Linked DNA regions of Zea mays: all the other regions are linked to region 2. Evidence: chromatin contacts called from public Hi-C data. All regions are on one chromosome and are shown on one strand. Each heading gives the region's core, a stretch centred on a gene start, on an enhancer-like site or on the middle of the called end of the contact. The rest is flanking DNA. Distances are from core to core; before and after follow the strand shown. Region 1 holds the start of LOC100191464 (putative leucine-rich repeat transmembrane protein kinase family protein). Region 2 holds the start of LOC100282650 (6b-interacting protein 1). Region 3 has its middle 12 kb from the start of LOC100193706.

Region 1 (2,700 bases), core at 98-2,597, 190 kb after region 2:
AAGCGACAATGCTATATTGGATATCAAAACAGATCGGTTCAACTAATGTATTGATCTTTGGAGGCATTTGAGCAGCACATCCATAGCAGGTCGGCAACGAACCTTTTTTATCCATGATTAGCTCCTTTCTGCAATGGATCTGATAGGGGAAGCTCGTTATGTTTTAGGCCCCGATTAATTAGAGGGACTAATCTTTGGTTAGAGGGATTTGCAAGTGTTGGTTAGAGCACCTATAATAACTAACTAAAAAATGACCCTAAATATGTAATTAGAAAGTTGCTAAACAAATTTCAGGAGAGAGAAAAAGCTTGGTCTCCATCAGATCATTAAATTTAGGAACTAAATCAAAATTTGAATCATCTCTACGCCGAAGTGGTATATTCAAAATTAAGTAAAACCGAGTGAAGGCGGACGTTCGACGCCTTTGTACGTGATTAGGGGCATGTTTGGTTTCGTGTTCTAAGTTATCACATTTTGTCTAACTTTTCTGTCTAATGTTAGTTCTTCAATTCAGACGACTAACTTTAAATAAAGTGTGACATATTTAGCCACAAACCAAACATGCACTAGGTCTTACGCGGTGAAGGCTTCTTTTTTTTTCTATAGCTAGTCAACCAGTTCAGTAGTGCACAACCGAGTGCAGTTCAGGTATTCTTTATATAGAGGTGGTGCTTTTTTTCAAATTTTTCTATAGTATCTTATCAGTGGCCAGATCATCCCCTATTTTAATCTTTACAATATAAACAATGCAAAACAGTGATTTGTACGATAATATGCATGACCTGTTGGAGACGGTCAGAGAATTCAAAGTGAATTCTTGATGCAACCTTATATTGATATGGACATATGGTATCCATGCCACTATCATGTGTGATGTGTTGAGACTTAAATCTTGACATATATTTGACGAGGTTATTCTCAAAAGAAATAAAGTAGGGAACGGATGCTGTTGCTGTGTTGCAAGTGCGCGTTGAATTCAGGAGAATGGCCTTCACGACGGTTGTCTGGCACCACGACGACGTGCGGCAGGCGAGGATTTCCATTTCATTTTCTCAACGGAAGAACGACGGACATAAACTGAATGAGTAAATAAACAAATTTCGGAAAAAAAGAAGAACGACGGACATAAATAAAGCGAATAAATCATTATTATTTGTCGAAAGAAAAAGACAAGGCACAGCCAGTGATACGGGGGACAGCTAGGCTGGCCCACAGCTCCAAGGCATCGTCAATCAATTAGCTAAAGCAATAAAAAAATCACTAGAATTCCCCCTCGTTTGCGCGTCTCTTCGAACCCCACCTCACCTGCCCCCCGCGCGGGCCCTACCGCGCGTCTCTTCGAACCCAAGCCAACCAGGCAACCAGCCGTGAGCCCGTGATTCGCCTCGGCTCGCCGCCGGCCGCCGGCCACCGGCCCCCACACCACGACAGATCGCAAGCTTGTGAGGAGCTCCGCGCGACTAAAGCGATCTAATCACCTAGCCGCCGGCCGCCAGGCCGCGGCGCTGAACCACGGGTAAGGGTCCATCTCTGCAGCGCCTCAGCGAGTTGCAACGCTATCGGCATCTGTCGATCGCATTTCCTATCAGCTAGCCCTGGAAACCTTAGCTCCGTGTTGTTGGCTTGTTGCTCTTCCCTTAACAAAACTCTTTGATTTTTTATTTTTAGTTTCGAAAAGGTAGCTGCAACCGATTTGGGATTCTTGACCCGGTTTAACTATTCCCGTCCCTTGTTCAGAAATTTATTTCCTTTTCCCCTTGAAGCACAGCAAAGCAAGGCTATTCGGGTGTTTAAAGGGTGTTCAAAGGCTATTCGGGTGTTTAATTGGTGTTTAAAGGGTTTATTAATAAACTATATTTATAGATACTTTTTTCTCTTGTATAATATAGTTTTTAATTGTCTATTGAGTTTAGAGAACCGTTTTAATATCTATACACATGTTCTAATAAATTTATTTCCTTTACCCCCGGAACAATGTCAATGCGGTGCGGGCCATATTCTCCTGCCATATGGGATGATGATGGGCGCGGGCGCCAAAGGGTTTCTAAAATGCGGGCCGTCGAATCCGTCGCCGGAGATGACGATGTCAGCGCGCGCGCGTTCTGCAGACTTGCAGAGTCGCGTTCCACCCTTGATGACAACGACCTCCCTGTCCCTCATATATTATCCAGTTTTTTAAGCCCGTCTCTGGAATCCTGGCGTGGAATTGTCCTACAGGTGGCGGAGGAAGAATTCTCTTCACGACTGTCGCTTTTATTTTTTATTTTTATTTTTTAAAAAGGCGCGACCTCAAACACGATTACAGCCAAGAGGATGCGCCGTGAAATCTTCTTTCAAAGTGTGTTTGTTTGTCTGTTTGTTTTCTTTTTGGCTTCGTCGTGTCGCGCCTGCCGTTCTTGGTCTCTTCTCCAATTACCTACCCGTTCCTCCAACAGCGGACGACCGCTGTTTCCCTCCTCCTCTCCCCACATCTCTCTCTCCTCTCCCCCCTCTTCTCCGCTGCCCCACCCGCCGCCGTGTAAGCACCCCTTCTCCCATTCCTCTTTTCGGTTTCTCGATTCGAATCGCGTGCTGTGTGAGCAAGATCGTCAGGCAAAACCCAAAAAAAAGGGGCGCTAGAGCTGTTTTGTTCGCTTTATGGTGATCGCAAGTTCCCTCCGCTCCCCGTCGCCCTTTTTCTGGCGCCTCTGACCTGTTCCT
Region 2 (2,700 bases), core at 192-2,691:
CAGAAAGTGCCCAAAAAGATTGTAAGTGATACACAACAAAGGTAGTTGAGATGAGATTCGTATTACACTGACAGTAAGTGTTGTAAACCAGTAAATTTCATTCCATCTAAGAAAAAACTTGGGCATAATGCATTGCAAGGTACATTTAAATTTTGAAGACCTGCAATACCTCCGTGGTTCGTATGAAAAATTACAGTATCTTAGGAAACACAAACAATCCACGAACAAGTCTAGCACAGCAACCAACTCACTGTATCCTAAATTCCTAATTGAAGGTCAAAATATTCCTTTACCAAACTCTTCCAATTTAAGGCTAGGGGTGGATTGAGGGGATTGGAGAATCCATCCCTAACTGAACAGGCCCTTAAAGATAAGCAGAGCTGCTGAGGAAGGGCAGTGCAGCGAGAGACATGAGCATCTCCGAGGAAGCATCACCCTTCCTGGCGTGCTTTGCCCTCGAAAGCTGCAGCTGCATGTCCACAAAAGACCGCATCCGCTTCAGCTCCAGATCCTTGAGGAACTTGATTCGCTGCCTCTCCATCTCCTCTGCGTGTCGCTGCTTGGCTGCTTCCATGCGCTCGTACATATCCGCGAAGGTCTCGATTGCCCTCGCTAGCTCCCCGAATCCACCGCTCCCGCTGCGCCTCTTCCTCTTGGTGCCAACAGCAGGAGCACCACCGGAGCGAGAAGATACAGAACGTGACGGCGACTGCTGAGAGCCTTCGTCATCGTCGTACTCGTTGTTGTTGTAGCCATCTTCCGAGTCGGACTCCGCGGCGGCGGCGGCGGCGGCGGCCGCCGCGGCGGCCTTATGGATGAAGTTTGCGGAAGGGAGGTCGGAGCCACGGCGGTAATTGTGCAGCGGGAGGGCCACGGGAAGCGGCGGCGGCGATTGCGGCGACGGGGAGCGCGGCGGCGTCTGGCGCCTCCGGAACACGGGCAGCGCGGCGCGCGGCGGGGACGGTTTCTTGGTGCCGTTGAGCGTGGGCCCGACGAGGATGTCGAGCTGGCCGTAGAAGGACCACGGCGACGGCCCGCCACGCGCGCGCTCGGCCTTGTACTTCTTCTTGAGCGTGTCGACGCGGTTCTTGCACTGGATGTCGGTGCGCGGCGGGCGGCCGCGCGCGGAGGCCCCCGGGCGGGAGTTGACGGCGTCGGCGACCTCCCGCCACTGCGGCTGGCGGAGGCTCCCGCGGTTGAGGTCGAGGTAGCGCGAGCCCCAGGCGTCGACGAGCGCCGCCGTCTCGCCCTCGCTCCAGCAGTCCTCCCGGTACGGCAGGTTCGGGTTCGGCGGGGGTAGCTTCCCGTCCATCGCTCCTCCTCCTCCCAGATCTCTCCGCCTCACGACGACGACGACCTAGCCTTCTCTCTCTCTCGTTTGCGCGTGGAGACGAACGAACGGACGGACGGGCGGGCGGGTGGATAGATGTGGGGGCGGCGGTGGAGGAGACGAGGCGGGGTGGGGATTAAAAGAAGGGGGAGGGGCGGGCGGCGAGGGGAGGAGCGCCGGCCCGTGGACCGTGGCGACCGCGAGTCCGCGACACGGCACGTGGACGAGCGGCGCAGATCCATGGAGTTTGGTGCGTGGGGGAGCAGCCGCCGTTGGATCAGCTCGTCGTTTGGGGCCGGGCGGGTTTGACCGGGACACCGAGCCGGCGAGGGATTACCTGCTGGCGCTGGGGACGGAGCGGAATTGGAGTCGGAGAGCGAGATCGGCGGCCTCGGCGTGGTTCAGTACTTCGGTTGGCCGGCCGGGCGGCACGGCGCGGGATAGGTGGGTGGAGTGGGACGGGACGGACGTGCGGGTGCGGGGCGGGGAAGTTACGCGGCTCGCGCCGTGCCGAAACAGCCGCCCGTGCCGAAAGAGATGGTTCTTTATCCCGTAGCGTCAACCGGTTTTTTTTTTTTTGCTGATAATGCTTGGTTGACGGAATGACGATATCCCTGTTTTTTCGGGGCTGTTCAGCGGTCAAGCCCCATCTGCTCGCCGTGGCGTTTTTTTTACCGCGCCGTTACGGTTTTTTCTCGTGTGCCGGCTGTCCGCCGTGGCTTTTTCCATGGCACCCGGAGCTAGGATGCTCCTAAAACATCCAAATTGTATAACAAATTTAATGTTTTAATATCGATGTATATATAATTTGGTGTTAACCTTTAGCCATGTTGTTATCATATTGTTATAGACAAAAATAATGTTTTTTTATAATTTTGTTTGCATTATTTTCTCCCTACAAGTATCTGTATCCAAAATTTTATATTAATTATTTAAAAGGAAATAAAATGAATTGGAGATTTTTTTTATGAATCACATTAAACTCAATATTGAGAATAAAAATATAAATTTACATAACAAATTCTATACCCTATTTGTTAAGAATTAAAGAAAGAAGACCAAAAATTTAATATCCGAATAAGTATTCAGATTCATCTCTATCCGGAGCGGCCCTAGTATAAGATCTGGAGCGGATAGACCGAAAACATGATTCTTCTACAACAGCTCGTGCCCTACGGTGCCCACACCGCTTCCTCCTTTACCGACAGTCTCGAGCGAAAATCAGCTAGGACCGACGAGCGCGCATGTTCGACCGAGCCACCTTCCCCCGTGCGGCTCCCTTCACGTCCCGCTCGACTCCCTTTCATGCCCCACACAGCTCGCCTCTCTTCGTCCAATAAAACATAAGTCATTTTTAGGGAAAATCTTAT
Region 3 (2,700 bases), core at 122-2,621, 130 kb after region 2:
TCCATCCATCAGAAAAGAAATCAGTACTTGGGATCAATATAAGAAATGGAGTCTGCCGGGTTTGATGGCGACTCGGCCTCAACTCATTCATACAAACAGGACAGGTGTACGCATATGAAATACCCATGGGTAATCGGGTTCGAATTATTGCTTCCCAAACCCATACCCATTTACCCAATGGGTGAAGATTTTGTCCCATATCCATACCCATGGGGACAATTTTTGTCCCATACCCATACCCTAATAGGGGAATTCCCCACGGGTTATCGGGTATCGGGTCCCCATTGACATCTCTAGGCTCGTGGGTGGACCTTCGCGCGAGATGCCCTCGGGTGAGACGAATATTTGTTTTCCGTCCAAGGGTGCTTCCCGGGTGAGTCGCGGACCCTGCAGGCGTAGTGTTCACCCGAGGTTTGCTCGGGCGAAGCGTATCTGTGCACCCGGCATGCGGAGCCTCGGGAGAATCGTGATTTGGTCCTGTATGACCTTGGAGGTCGGAGAGCGTATTTTGCCCTGTGATTCCCTAGTACTCGTGTGTTTTGATATGTTTATAGACATAAGTTATGTACCCCTAATTATAATACCCGATAATATGTATAGTCATATACTATTTGTCACGTTGGATGATGGACCCAAGTAACCAACGGTCCATCACTCACACCTAATGATATAATCGGATCAACCAACCCGTGTAGCTGACTCGGTCGAATGCGTTCAGTCGCAAATTCAGGTGACAGATTATTCAAAACGTGGTCACTAAGGAAACGTGGGATGCGCAAAATCGACTGGTTTCAGCTGTAGTCGCCTTGTGTTTTGGCAGATGAGGCAGCGCGGCGGAGGCTGGACAGCATGCAACGGAGGTTGAGGCTGCTGGAACAGCAGATGGAGACGCTCGAGGCCGAGGTAGGAGAAGCCACCAGCAGTAGAATGCACACCTACGCCTAGCCAGATCGATCCCGAAGCACACCACACATTTTGTTTTTCTTAGATTAATCTTTCTCGCGTACATGGACGATGATCACAGCATGAAAACAGAAAATGAGAAATTTCCGCGAGACAAAATAATTTATGTAAACCTTGATCAATTTTTGTCCGCTACGGCCACGGCACAAGGTCGAAAATAAGCTAATTTTCTGGCAGCCGAAGAAAATTACTAATTTATGTTGGCCAGGGGCAGGAGCTAACACAAATTAGTAATCTTGGTCAGAAGTCTGGTTTTAGATGACAGAAAAATTTAATTTTCGTCGGATTCTTTCCCTAGTCGATGAAAATTAGGTAGTTTATTCCTACCTACCCGGTTTCACGTGTGTCTCTATCTCTCTCCTCGCTCTCGCGACTTTCCTCAAACGTCCTATCACCATCGCCACATCGGTCGTGTCGCCCTGCCCGTTCGCCACGGCATGCTACACAACCCCCAACGCGGTCTCTACCCTCGCCTGACCATGTTGTCTCGATCGCCTGCCACACCATAGCTATTGCTTGGGTCGTGCCACCCATCCAAATTGCCCACACTTGCTCCGGTCATCCTATCCGAATGTTTAAAAGTTCTTCAAACTTATAAAATCTTTAGAAGGGACATTGTATGAATACATGACTGTTACAATTGTAGCTTTTATGGCAAGACTTCTAATTTGTCAAGTGCAATTTTGCATTCTAAAAAATTGCTATAAAGATCTAGCGAACATGACCAGTGATGTCCTTCCAACAAATCATAAGATACCCAAAGATGTGCACTAGTGGAAAAAAATATTTTCAAGTCTCGACATGGATCATGAGGAGATTGATGTGTGCCAACATAATTGCATGATTTTATGGAAGGAGCATAGTAATGTGAAGAAGTGCTTAAAATATAGACAACCTAGGTTTATAGAGGTTGTAAATAAAGATGGTAAAAATATAGCAACGAAAATTGCACATAAGCAACTTAGTTACATGTTCTTTATACCTCGGGTGAAACATCTGTTTATCTCAAAGAAAACATCTAGGTAAATAAGATGACATAAAGAAGGTGTACGTGAGAACAACCAAGTGATGTTGCACCCATCTCATGGTGAAGCTTGAAAGGTTCTAGATAATTTTGACGCTGATTTTGCCAGGGATGCGGCAAAAATGTTCGCTTCAGGTTGGTGACAAATAGCTTCACGCCTTTCAAAGAGAATGTTGCATCGTATTCTTGTTGGCCTATATTTACTATACCATACAATCTTCCACATTCTGTTTGGATGAAATATGAGTTTATGTTTCTATGCCTCATCATACTTGGGCTGAATCATCCTAGACCACAACTTAATATGATGTTGAAACCATTCATTGATGAGTTAAAATAAACGTGGGAAGGAGTCAAAAGTGCATGATTGTTGCAAGAAGCAAAAAAAACCGTTGTGTTGTGTATTTATGATTGGTCCATGGTTTCATGACATATGGTATTTTTCGGATGGAGTGTTCATGAAAATTTGACATATCCCATATGTGGTAAATACACTAATTAGTTTCGCTCCAGTTTGGTGGGAAGATATCTGTCGGGTACCGTAATTAGGGGTACCCCCAACACTCCTAAACACGGCTGGTAACCACCCTCAGCACAAATTGCAAAGACTGATGGGCAAGGTTCAGGTCAAGACCTCGTCTACCAAGGGACGCAATCTCGCCTCGCCCGAGCCCGGCCTTGGGCGGGAACAGTAGTCCCGCACGAATTCACGC

What was found. Hi-C and Micro-C count contacts between places; a contact is called where the count stands out from the background.
Region 1: a contact with region 2 is called in a Hi-C map of ear, with 2.0 times the contacts expected there. The contact joins the promoter of LOC100191464 here to the promoter of LOC100282650 in region 2. A contact is called at or near these places in 3 of 25 Hi-C or Micro-C datasets (ear, leaf and tassel).
Region 3: a contact with region 2 is called in a Hi-C map of leaf, with 7 times the contacts expected there. The contact joins the enhancer-like site here to the promoter of LOC100282650 in region 2. A contact is called at or near these places in 6 of 25 Hi-C or Micro-C datasets (leaf, root tip and seedling) and 1 of 3 datasets of contacts at active chromatin or transcription factors (seedling).

Annotation. Positions count from the first base shown.
Region 1 is chr8:154,263,642-154,266,341 of Zm-B73-REFERENCE-NAM-5.0, forward strand. It overlaps LOC100191464 (putative leucine-rich repeat transmembrane protein kinase family protein), which reads left to right and starts at 1,348. Exons shown (of 13, transcript NM_001136897.1): 1 at 1,348-1,516.
Region 2 is chr8:154,074,638-154,077,337 of Zm-B73-REFERENCE-NAM-5.0, forward strand. It overlaps LOC100282650 (6b-interacting protein 1), which reads right to left and starts at 1,442. Exons shown (of 1, transcript NM_001155558.2): 1 at 79-1,442. The coding sequence starts at 1,312. The coding sequence ends at 365.
Region 3 is chr8:154,209,415-154,212,114 of Zm-B73-REFERENCE-NAM-5.0, forward strand. No RefSeq gene overlaps it. Among protein-coding and RNA genes, the nearest start is that of LOC100193706, 12 kb to the right of the region's middle. Within about 2 kb of position 1,372, at least 12 of the 20 cell types and tissues checked have an H3K27ac peak or open chromatin away from gene starts, as enhancers often do. A contact at or near this core is called in leaf and seedling, where this site is marked.